Regions from separate parts of the Mus musculus genome. Here region 2 is linked to region 1. The links are chromatin contacts, called in public ChIA-PET maps. All regions are on one chromosome and are shown on one strand. The core of a region is the stretch at or near the end of the contact, and the rest is flanking DNA. Distances in the headings are between cores, read along the strand shown. Region 1 overlaps Smap1 (small ArfGAP 1). Region 2 holds the start of Smap1 (small ArfGAP 1).

The links. ChIA-PET counts read pairs in DNA pulled down with a chosen protein or histone mark.
Region 2: a contact with region 1 is called in an RNA polymerase II ChIA-PET map of memory CD8 T cells, with 24 read pairs. The contact joins the promoter of Smap1 here to the enhancer-like site in region 1. A contact is called at or near these places in 1 of 39 promoter capture datasets (the C10 cell line), 1 of 484 Hi-C or Micro-C datasets (olfactory sensory neurons), 3 of 115 datasets of contacts at active chromatin or transcription factors (cardiomyocytes, embryonic stem cells and memory CD8 T cells) and 2 of 9 other capture datasets (adipose tissue and liver).

The regions. Positions count from the first base shown.
Region 1 is chr1:23,881,477-23,886,653 of GRCm38.p6, reverse strand. The region is part of intron 2 of Smap1 (small ArfGAP 1); the gene reads left to right. Among named protein-coding and RNA genes, the nearest start is that of Smap1, 38 kb to the left of the region's middle. Within about 2 kb of position 3,148, at least 8 of the 459 cell types and tissues checked have an H3K27ac peak or open chromatin away from gene starts, as enhancers often do. A contact at or near this core is called in memory CD8 T cells, where this site is marked.
Region 2 is chr1:23,919,878-23,924,865 of GRCm38.p6, reverse strand. Smap1 (small ArfGAP 1) reads left to right here and starts at 2,485. Exons shown (of 10, transcript NM_028534.3): 1 at 2,485-2,828. The coding sequence starts at 2,711.

The sequences.
Region 1 (5,177 bases), core at 1,899-4,398:
GGGCATCTCTTTTTTTATGTTTGGGAAGTTTTCTTCTATTATTTTGTTGAAGATATTAGCTGGCCCTTTAAGTTGAAAATCTTCATTCTCATCAATTCCTATTATCCGTAGGTTTGGTCTTCTCATTGTGTCCTGGATTACCTGGATGTTTTGAGTTAGGATCCTTTTGCATTTTGTATTTTCTTTGACTGTTGTGTCGATGTTCTCTATGGAATCTTCTGCACCTGAGATTCTCTCTTCCATTTCTTGTATTCTGTTGCTGATGCTCGCATCTATGGTTCCAGATCTCTTTCCTAGGGTTTCTATCTCCAGCGTTGCCTCGCTTTGGGTTTTCTTTATTGTGTCTACTTCCCCTTTTAGTTCTAGTATGGTTTTGTTCATTTCCATCACCTGTTTGGCTGTGTTTTCCTGCTTTTCTTTAAGAGCCTGTAACTCTTTAGCAGTGCTCTCCTGTAAATCTTTAAGTGACTTATGAAAGTCCTTCTTGATGTCCTCTATCATCATCATGAGAAATGTTTTTAAATCTGGGTCTAGATTTTCGGTTGTGTTGGGGTGCCCAGGACTAGGTGGGGTGGGAGTGCTGCGTTCTGATGATGGTGAGTGGTCTTGATTTCTGTTAGTAGGATTCTTACGTTTGCCTTTCGCCATCTGGTAATCTCTGAAGCTAGCTGTTTTAGTTGTCACTGTTAAGAGCTTGTTCTTCAGGTGACTCTGTTAGCCTCTATGAGCAGACCTGGAGGGTAGCACTCTCCTTAGTTTCAGTGGGCAGAGTATTCTCTGCAGGCAAGCTCTGTTCTTGCAAGGCAGGTACCCAGATATCTGGTGTTCGAACCAGACTCCTGGCAGAAGTTGTGTTCCACTCACTAGAGGTCTTAGGATCACGTGTGGAATCCTGTGTGGGCCCTTGCGGGTGTCAGGCGACTCAGCTGGCAAGGTAGCCGGGGCTCGAGTGGAGTGGAAGGGGTTTGTGCCCCAGATCAAGCCCGGGTAGCCTGCTTCCCTATGTACCGCAGTCTTAAGTTCCACGCGATTGGATTGGGGTAGGCGCTGTGTTCCACTCACCAGAGGTCTTAGGGTCCCGTGGGGAGTCCCGTGTGGGCCCTTGCGGGTGTTGGGCAAGACTCTGCTGTCAAGGTAGCCCGGGGCTCGAGTCTCGAGTCGAGCGGAAGGGACTTGTGCCCCAGATCAGGCCCGGGTAGCCTGCTTCCCTATGTACCGCAGTCTCAAGTTCCGCGCGATTGGATTGGGGCAGGCACTGTGATCCACTCACCAGAGGTCTTAGGGTCCCGTGGGGAGTCCCGTGTGGACCCTTGCGGGTGTTGGGCAAGACTCTGCTGGCAAGGTAGCCCGGGGCTCGAGTCTCGAGTCGAGCGAGCGGAAGGGCTATAATGGTTAATCTTGATTGCCAATTTTACTAGGATTAGGAATTACCATGGTAACAAAATTCTGGGCAAGTTTTTGAGGGATTATGTAAATTAGGTTAATTGAAGTGTAAAGACCCACCCTAAATGTGGGTTGCACCATTTGATGAACTGGGATCCCTTTGTGAGGAAAAGGAGAAAGTGGCAAACTCCCGCTTGCTCTTGCTGCCATGCCTTCTCTGAGTCAGTCCTTGGAATGATTGTCAGGAGTGAACCCTCTGCCTGCCCATAGTCCACAGTCTTTGCCCAGCATTTTGTCACAAGGAGTCAAGTCTGAATTTTTAGATAAGAGCTGCTATCTGTCTTTTGAAGTTGCTTTTTATTCAGATCTAAAGGTCTATCATTCTTGTTGTAAGAATGCTCAGAAATGCCAACTTGATACCATGGCATTTCATTAGTTTATTTACTACTTAAAACAATTGCCATGTCACAGAGAAGGATTCACAGAGCTTGACAAACTTTACCAGTGTTGGCCCTGGTGGAGGCAGAGCAAACATCTCTCACTGTAGAGTTCCCTTGTGTCAATTTCCAATCAAATCCTCCAAGGACAAACACTATACTGATTTCTGTCTACAAATTAGTTCCTTAGGGATATTTTTGGGTACCCCGTGGTGGGTATAAAAACCTGTATAAAAACAGCATTCCAATAGGTCACTCATGAAAAAGTGTGAGTCCATCAAAGTCTAGCTTGGGGAAGCAGTGTATTTAATGGACTTACTGATAAAGAGTACAGGCTAGAGTTGACTTGCAGGAGCCTGGGTGTGTCCCCCAAATACTACAAGTAGAAACTCTTACCCCAGCATAGTGAGTTCTCCCCTATAGCTGCATAGGGGTGTTGTAATGGAGGGAGTGATAGAAATCTGGTGCCGGTCTAGTGACTCTTCCCTTTCATTTTCTGTTAGGGAATGCTCAGAGCCAACAAGCCAGATCTGGGGTGTCTCTTGCAAGAGTTGCAACTGCTCTGATGCAGATGACAGCTCTTGGCTCAGGGACAGCACTGTGCATAAATTGAAACCTGTGTCTTGGAAGTCATTCCTATATAGTCTTCATTCAGATTTGGAAAAGTGATGGTTGCAATATGGTTTAATGTTCTGTAATTAGAATAAAGGCTTTTTGATGTAAAAATAGTTAGGTATTTATTAATCAAAGTAAGAGAAGTAATTTCACCACATTTAAATGTACTCTGTGTCACCTTTATGGTCACTATTACCACTCCCATGATACTCATATAATCATGAGTACTATTTTCAAAGATGCTAATCTTTTTTAAAAATGCTTTACCAAAAGATCTAACCAGACCCGAGTCCAGTTAAACTATTAAGTTTGAGGTATATATGGTTTTTATAAAATGTAGCCACTTAGAAAGTAATATCTAAGGGTTACTTATTTACTGCTATTAGATATGCCATATTCTCATCACTCACTCACACACACACACACACACACACACACACACACACACACACACACACACACACACACACTGTATGTTCTTTCAGTTTTTTTTAAAGACATCTCCTGAACATGGTGTTTTAGAGTTATTGACTGCTTGTTTTTAAATAAATAGTTTTTATCAAAATGTATTTTTGTTACTGAATAAATAAAGTTACCTGTGTTTAAAAACTTGAGATTCTTTTAATGTGGTTTAGGGTTAGATTGAGTGTCTCTGAGTGTGAGCTTGTCAGGTTTTGCGTTTGTTTGTTTGAACACAGTTCTCACTGTGCTTCTTGGCTGGCTTGGAACTCACCGTGTAGACCAGGCTCCCCTCTAGTTCATGGAGAAAGATGGACTTAACTCTGTCTCCACCTGCTGAGATTAAAGCATGGATGCCTATGCCCAGCCTGTTGTCATGGACTTTTCAAATTTTTGGAGAGGATTAATTTTTGTATGATTAATAAACATATCTTTCACATTTGATTTTTAATGTATTAATTTTTAAGTTTACCCATTGTCTATGAATCATTCCTTATTCATTTTAATCTTTTCAGTATCTATATTGCATTTGAACAGTGAACAATGTCCTTGTTATTAAGAAATGATACTGCCAAGGTTTTTAGCTTCTTCAAAACTTTGCACTGAGTAAAACAAGTCTATCATTACTAGCATAGTTTGTGTCAAGACTAACTAGCAGCTAGAAGTACATAGTTGAGATTTACTGTTGAGTGAGCAAGTAGAGATGAGTATGACTATCCCATTCCTCAGATTATCTCACTGTAAGCTTAGTCCTCTCTGGTTAGCACTGTAGCTTGAAAACATTTTCAGTAATTACCTGTGAATGAGAAAGTCACTCATCACTCTTAGCAATATGACTTAGCTTTCCTCAGAAGTGTAATCTAACCTCAAAGGATACACTTTTTTCTTGTCTTAGTTCAAAAGAATGTGGCAGGATGCTCAGGCTAGATGTGAAGGATGGGTGTTCCTTCTCATGCTGAAAGAAATATTCTTAGTAGATAATTTGAGTGCTTATATTTTCTGGCATAAGACAGAAAGATAATTCGCTAAATGTGTATAGATTTCTATTATTATCTAGTTATTGGTAAGAAAACTTATTATGAGGTAAATTGGTAGCCTTTGCTTCACTTGCCTGCCTCAATACCAACTTTAAGTCTCAGAGGAAGTGTTGTGACCAGCAAGGTGGCTCGGAGGGTCAGGACACTTGCTGAGCCTGCTGATGGACCTCCACATAGGTGGGCAGGCGGATGCCTGCCTGCACACATGGACACATTAACACTTTTTTAAAAGGACAGATTACTGCTTTGGAAGCCAAAATTATGGGATTCTATCAGTGTTTATCAGATATAAAATTTATTTCACAAGTAAATATTCAACATGATAGAACAAGACAACAAATAAAAGACATACTCAAAAATGGAGAACAACAACTGTGCTGTTTTCCCGGGCTTTAATTTGAATTGCCAGTTAGGCTAAGTACAATAATGGTATAGCATTGGAAATGTAAATGAGCTAAATACCTAATAAAAAATGAAAAAAAAAAAAAAAAAAGAATGGCTCAAAAAGTGTAGATAAGTAACCGAGCAATGTCACTGTGCTAAAGTAGCAACTAAACTGTAGGTGTTCCTCGTGGTTAGGGTTCTGCTGTGCCCGTCTTCAGCTGTCAGGCCATGGGGGTAAAAGGTAGAGGTAAAGTCTCAGTACAGACGATGGAGACTTCTCCCCCCACCCCCAATACACTTCTTTAGGTTTTCATTACTTACCTTTCATTATTTTCATTTCTTACCTACCTTCTTACCCACCTGTCATCCATGCATCCATCCATGCATCCATCCATGCATCCAGCCATCCATTTATGTCTGTTTAAAAATGTTCATTGTTGTGCAATAAAACAGCATATAGTTGATGGAAACACATTATTTCTTGTGGTATTTCTGTCACCTTTAAAGTTAAAATCCTTGAGTTAAGTTAGATGGTAGATGCAGTTGTAGCACTGTGGAGGTTGAGGCAGGAAGATCTAGTGAAAGGCCAGCTCCCAGTTACATAGTAGACATCCAGGCCAGCAAAGCTTTCCATTTAAAAAGTTTTAGATGAAAGTGGAGGTATGTGACTATTTCCTTTCATGTAATTTCTGCAAAGGAAAAGTATATTAAATAAAATTTTTAAAACATAGTTGTATTCATCTAGTATTTTTGAATTAAACTGGTCGTCACTTTTTTCACTGAGTGTGCAGCAGATGTGGCACTGCTAATCTTACTGCTGCTGCAGCTTTCTTCTTATTGATGCTCTGGTAAATTCTCTACA
Region 2 (4,988 bases), core at 1,236-3,735, 39 kb before region 1:
TGTACAATCACTGGCCTTCTGCATCACACTCCTGTTAGTGTGATTTGACAGGAAAAATTCTGTCACACATCATGACCAAAGAAACTCTTATAAGGGACAACATTTAATTGGGGCTGGCTTTCAGGTTCGGAGGTTCAGTCCATTATTATCATGGCAGGAATCATGGCAGTGTCCAGGCAGACATGGTGCTGGAGAAGGAGCCAAGAGTTCTACATCTTGATCCAAAAGCAGTCAGTAGAAGACTGACTTCCAGGCAACTAGGAAAAGGGTCAAAGCCTACTGCAACAGTGACAAACTTCCTCCACCAAGGCCACACCTCCCCGGGCTAAACATATTCAAACCACCACATTTACATTATGACTCATAAAAGTAGCAAAATTATAGTTATAAAGTAGCAACACAAATAATTTTATGGGTGTGTGTGGGGGTCATCACAACATGAGGAAATATATTCAAGGGTTGCTTTACTAGGAAGGTTAAGAACCTCTGTTCTAGTGGAGAGCACCACAGCCACGAATATGTGGGCAGTGCAAAAAAAAAAAAAAAAAAAAAAAAAAAAAAAAAAACGATCTAGTGACCTCAAACCTCAAAACCGCAACACACACACACACACACACACCCCTCAGATCAGAGGACATTAGGTTGAGATAGGGTTGTAGAGGAGGAGTATGTGGTGGGAGATACAATAAAAATGCATTGTATGTATGAAACTCTTAAGGAATTAATAACTTTTGTTTTTAAAGGGAGTCTCTCTCTCTCTCTCTCTCTCTCTCTCTCTCTTCCAGGTTGCTAAACTACATTTTCGGTGTTTCCTGCCTCATCTTGTTGTCATAATGTGGTGGTTTGATGAGACTATCTCCCATAGGCTGAGATGTTTGCATAATTGGTCCCTAGTTAGTGACACTGTTTGGGTAAGTTTAGGAGGCATGGCCTTGCCGAGGCAGTATGTCACATGTGTAAGGTTTGAGTTGTAAAGCCTTTCTGTGTTCCCAGCATGCTCTGCTTCCAAGATAGCCTCCAGCTTCTGCTCCAGTGACTGTGTCTTCTGCTCTCTGCCAATGCTTCCCTGCCATGATCCGCTTTTATGTCTTTGGAATCTTAAGCCCAAGAGGGATAGGTAGAGCGTATCACAGAGAATCCTGCTTCCTGCCATTCTTAGCATCTCTCCTACCTCAGGCCAGGGCTATGTTTATTCTACTTACATAAGGCCCACACATAGTATTGCTCATACTTACTACACAGCAAGCCGAATCACTCCAACTGTTTCACTGAGTTCAACCTTAGTAAACCTGATGGGCTATCATCGAGAATGTCTTCCTTTTTAAAACTGTCTTTCCTTGCAGGGAAGAATGTCGTTTACATTGTGTTATGTAGGAACATCTTCTGAAACACACTGTCAGTTTCAGAAGCCTTGTGCTTGGCCTTCTTGCAAAGGACCATCACAGCTGGGCCTGTTGACTATTTATGTTCCACCATAGGGAGGGTATATGGAGACTTATGGAAGGGAACCCCTACCACACTATTCAGTCACTGTTGTATGTGGTTCTGCCCTGCTTGTATCTGGTCTCAGGGAGGGGCTAGAGGATATACCTGGGGGAAGATGGAGGGAGGGAATTCCATGTCAGGTTCCTAAGGACCATCATCCTTGCTATGTGCAGACCTTCCAGTGTGGCTATTCTAAGGTCATCTATGCTCCTATCCATACCCCTTACCAGTTGCTCTTTAAGCCTAATAAGCTCATTGGTTCTCCTGGGTGAACTTTGTTGGAATTATACCTAAGTTTGTCTTTAGGATCTTACGAGAAGGAACAGGCTTAAGTTTCTCCCAGGGAAGGGATCCTAGCAGCACACAATTTCTTAAAGTGACATCCCTTTAATAATTCACTTTTTGATCACTTTCCCTCTTCCTAGGCGGGGTATATTGCCTGGTTTTAACTCTTCCACTTGTAGCATGGCCAAGTGACTTGACTGTTTTGCCTCATTTTCCTGTATATGAGATTATCAATATTGTTGAGGGAGGTAGGGTTTATTACGTTACCTCTCCCCCCCAAACATGTCTATTTTCCTCTAAAACGTAAGACACTTTTAGCCCCATTTCATTCCATCCGCTTCTAGTATACCGTTTCCAAACTCCCGATGCACACACATGGGATGCATCTACCCATTATAACTATATATATATAACTATAATTTGGACATTTCCAGTGCTGTGTACACAAATGCAAAGACTGTGAAAAATGCAAAGACTGTGAAAGTCGCTTCCCGGTAAAAAAAAAAAATTCTTCCACTTTCAGGTCTCTAGAGGCTTCAAGCGACGATCAGGTGTCAAGAGTGGGGAATCTCGCCCCGGGGAGCGTCAGACGCTTCTCTGGAATCACCTTGGGAGTCTCCCGGCACGCGGGCAGCTGGGCGCATGCGCAGCGCCCAGCGCTGCGTCCTCCCGGAAGCGGCGGCTCTTCCCGCCCCGCCCCTCGCCGGCTCGGGCGGAGCGTGCGGCGGGCCCGGCGAGGAGGCGGGACACGTCGGCGCTGGCTCGGCCGCCGCCGCCCCTCCTCCGGTTCCAGCCGCCGCCGCCACCGCCGCTGCCGCCGCTTCCTGGGCCGAGTCCGTCCGCGGCCCCAGCGGCGTCAGGTGCCCTCGCCCGCCCGGCCTCGCCAGCGCCGTCCGCCCGTCCGCTCGCCCGCGTCCGGGCCCGCCGCCCCGCCGCCGACATGGCGACACGCTCCTGTCGGGAGAAGGCTCAGAAGCTGAACGAGCAGCACCAGCTCATCCTGTCCAAACTGCTGAGGGAGGAGGACAACAAGTACTGCGCCGACTGCGAGGCCAAAGGTAGCGCGCGGGCTTGGTGGCCGCTCGGCCGGGGCCTCCTGCGGCTGTGACCTTCCCACCCTCCGCGGCGTCTCGTCCGCGCCGGCTCTCCCGGGAGGGCGGGCGGCCTCTGGCTCTCGGCTAGCACGGAGGTCGCGGCCTCAGCCTCCGGCTCGGAGCCGGCGTCGCGCCGCTGCCACCGCCTTGGGCCGCCGGCTGGGCGGTGCTGATAGGGCTGTGGGAGCCCTCCTGCCTCAGCCTCAGCGACTCCGTGGGTGGAGTCGCCCTTAGGTCCCTGTCCTCTTGGCGACCCTCCCTTCCTCCCACGAGATCGCGTCGTCCTCCCTTTCCCCAGTGGTGCGGTGTCCCAGATGGAGCCCTACCTGCCTGCCCACCTGACAGCTCTTGCACAGGGCGTTTACTTCTGTTTCTGAAAAAGAACAGTGTTTTGGGGTGGTTTGAGATGTCACTGCATAACATAATCGAGATAGGGTTTTCATTATTTGTGTATACTATGTATAACACACACACACACACACACACACACACACACTCACACTCTCTTATTCTGGATGTTATAGTGTCCTAAGGAAAGTGTGTTATGTTCATAAAGAGTTCAGTCGTTAGATTCCCCCAGACGACCCATTGGCGAATTTGTGGACACTGGTCTGTCCACTTCATAAATGTGGAAGGTGCATTTTAAGATACTGAGAAGAAGAAGAAGAAAAAAAAACCCCACTATTTTTAGTTCAGGTGGAGGTTTCTGCTTGAGCCTTTGAAATAGATAAATTATTTTTAGCTGATAGTTTTTGTTTGGAGATGTGGTTTATTTCTAATGTAAGTAATATCATGGAGAGTAATGGAGATTTAAAAATCCTACTTCTATGTAGTTAGGAAAATGTACATTTGATTTTTCTCTGGGAAATAGGTAGTTGCTGGGAGCAGAGACAGCCATTGTGAGCGAGGATTAAGATTTCTGCATTATTTAACTACTTTTCTAGAGTTTTTACTGTTTTCTCTCAACACTGAGCAAAAGAGTCCATTGCAGTAGGCTGGGTTATATGTGAATAAATTAAGTCTCATAACATCAGCATCATCTCTCTGTCATAACAGCTACTTCCTTACTGGGCGAAATCACATGTACACACTTTAATTGGGATTTTTATGAAGCACTTTACAGCATTATAGTAACTTGACTGTGAGGTTATCCCATGTAATCCTTAGGCAAGGCATTTAAAAGAAAAGGCATGCCTGATTTTTGTAGTAATATTTATTTGCTTGCTTGGTACTTGATTCTTGCATGTGGTTATTAGGAAATAGTGTTCTGTATTGAAGCTCAGTCACTCTCTTATCTTTTTACTTGTAAAACACTTAAAAAAAATAGGTTATTAGAAGCTAAGAAAAGGAACAAGGGCCAGAGTTAGTTTATGTTTCATCACCTTGAGTCCTAACACAGTTAAGTAAAGACTCTGGTCTGGGAAGCTGTGGCTAAAGAGCATCCAGGGCTGCAGAGATGGTCTAGGGTCAGAACACCGGCTGCTCCCGAGCCACATAGCAGCTCTCTCTGTAACTCTAGGAACAGCAGGTCCCAGGCCCTCTGCTGGCCCCTGTAGCCACCAGGCATGCAGATGGCACAGAGACATGAAAATTCATACACATTTGTAAAAGAATTATGTAAGTCAATGTAAGCCAATAATTTCCTTTCATGAATAGAAGTAACTTAAAAGATTCAAATTTCTTTCTCCAAAGGGGTACTGCAATCAGATTTTCAGATTTTCACTAAATGTGTTAACCTTTTTTTTTTTTTTTTCTGTTTTTGGGAGATGGAAAGAAAGCAATTACGTTCTTCTTTAATTGGGTAAAGAAGTTTTACTTCTGAACAGTAGGCAACATTTGTTTTGATCACTTTTGTGTAACCGCGTGAATCCAGTCCATGTATGTGGAATGAATAGCTTTTTATTTTGCTCTTGTTTAGTCACTTAATTATGAATTTTCTCTTTTCTTGAGAAGTGGGAAAAGTGGGATAGTCTAGTATCAGTAGTTCAAGGGCTCCACTGGAAGGCCATGGGCTCTGTTGTCAGTGACTTAGAAAGATTATGAATTTCAGCCAAACCTAGAATAATGGTTGTAAATTATTTTATTGTTTTATTTTGATACTTAAGGAAATATTCACTGGTATGA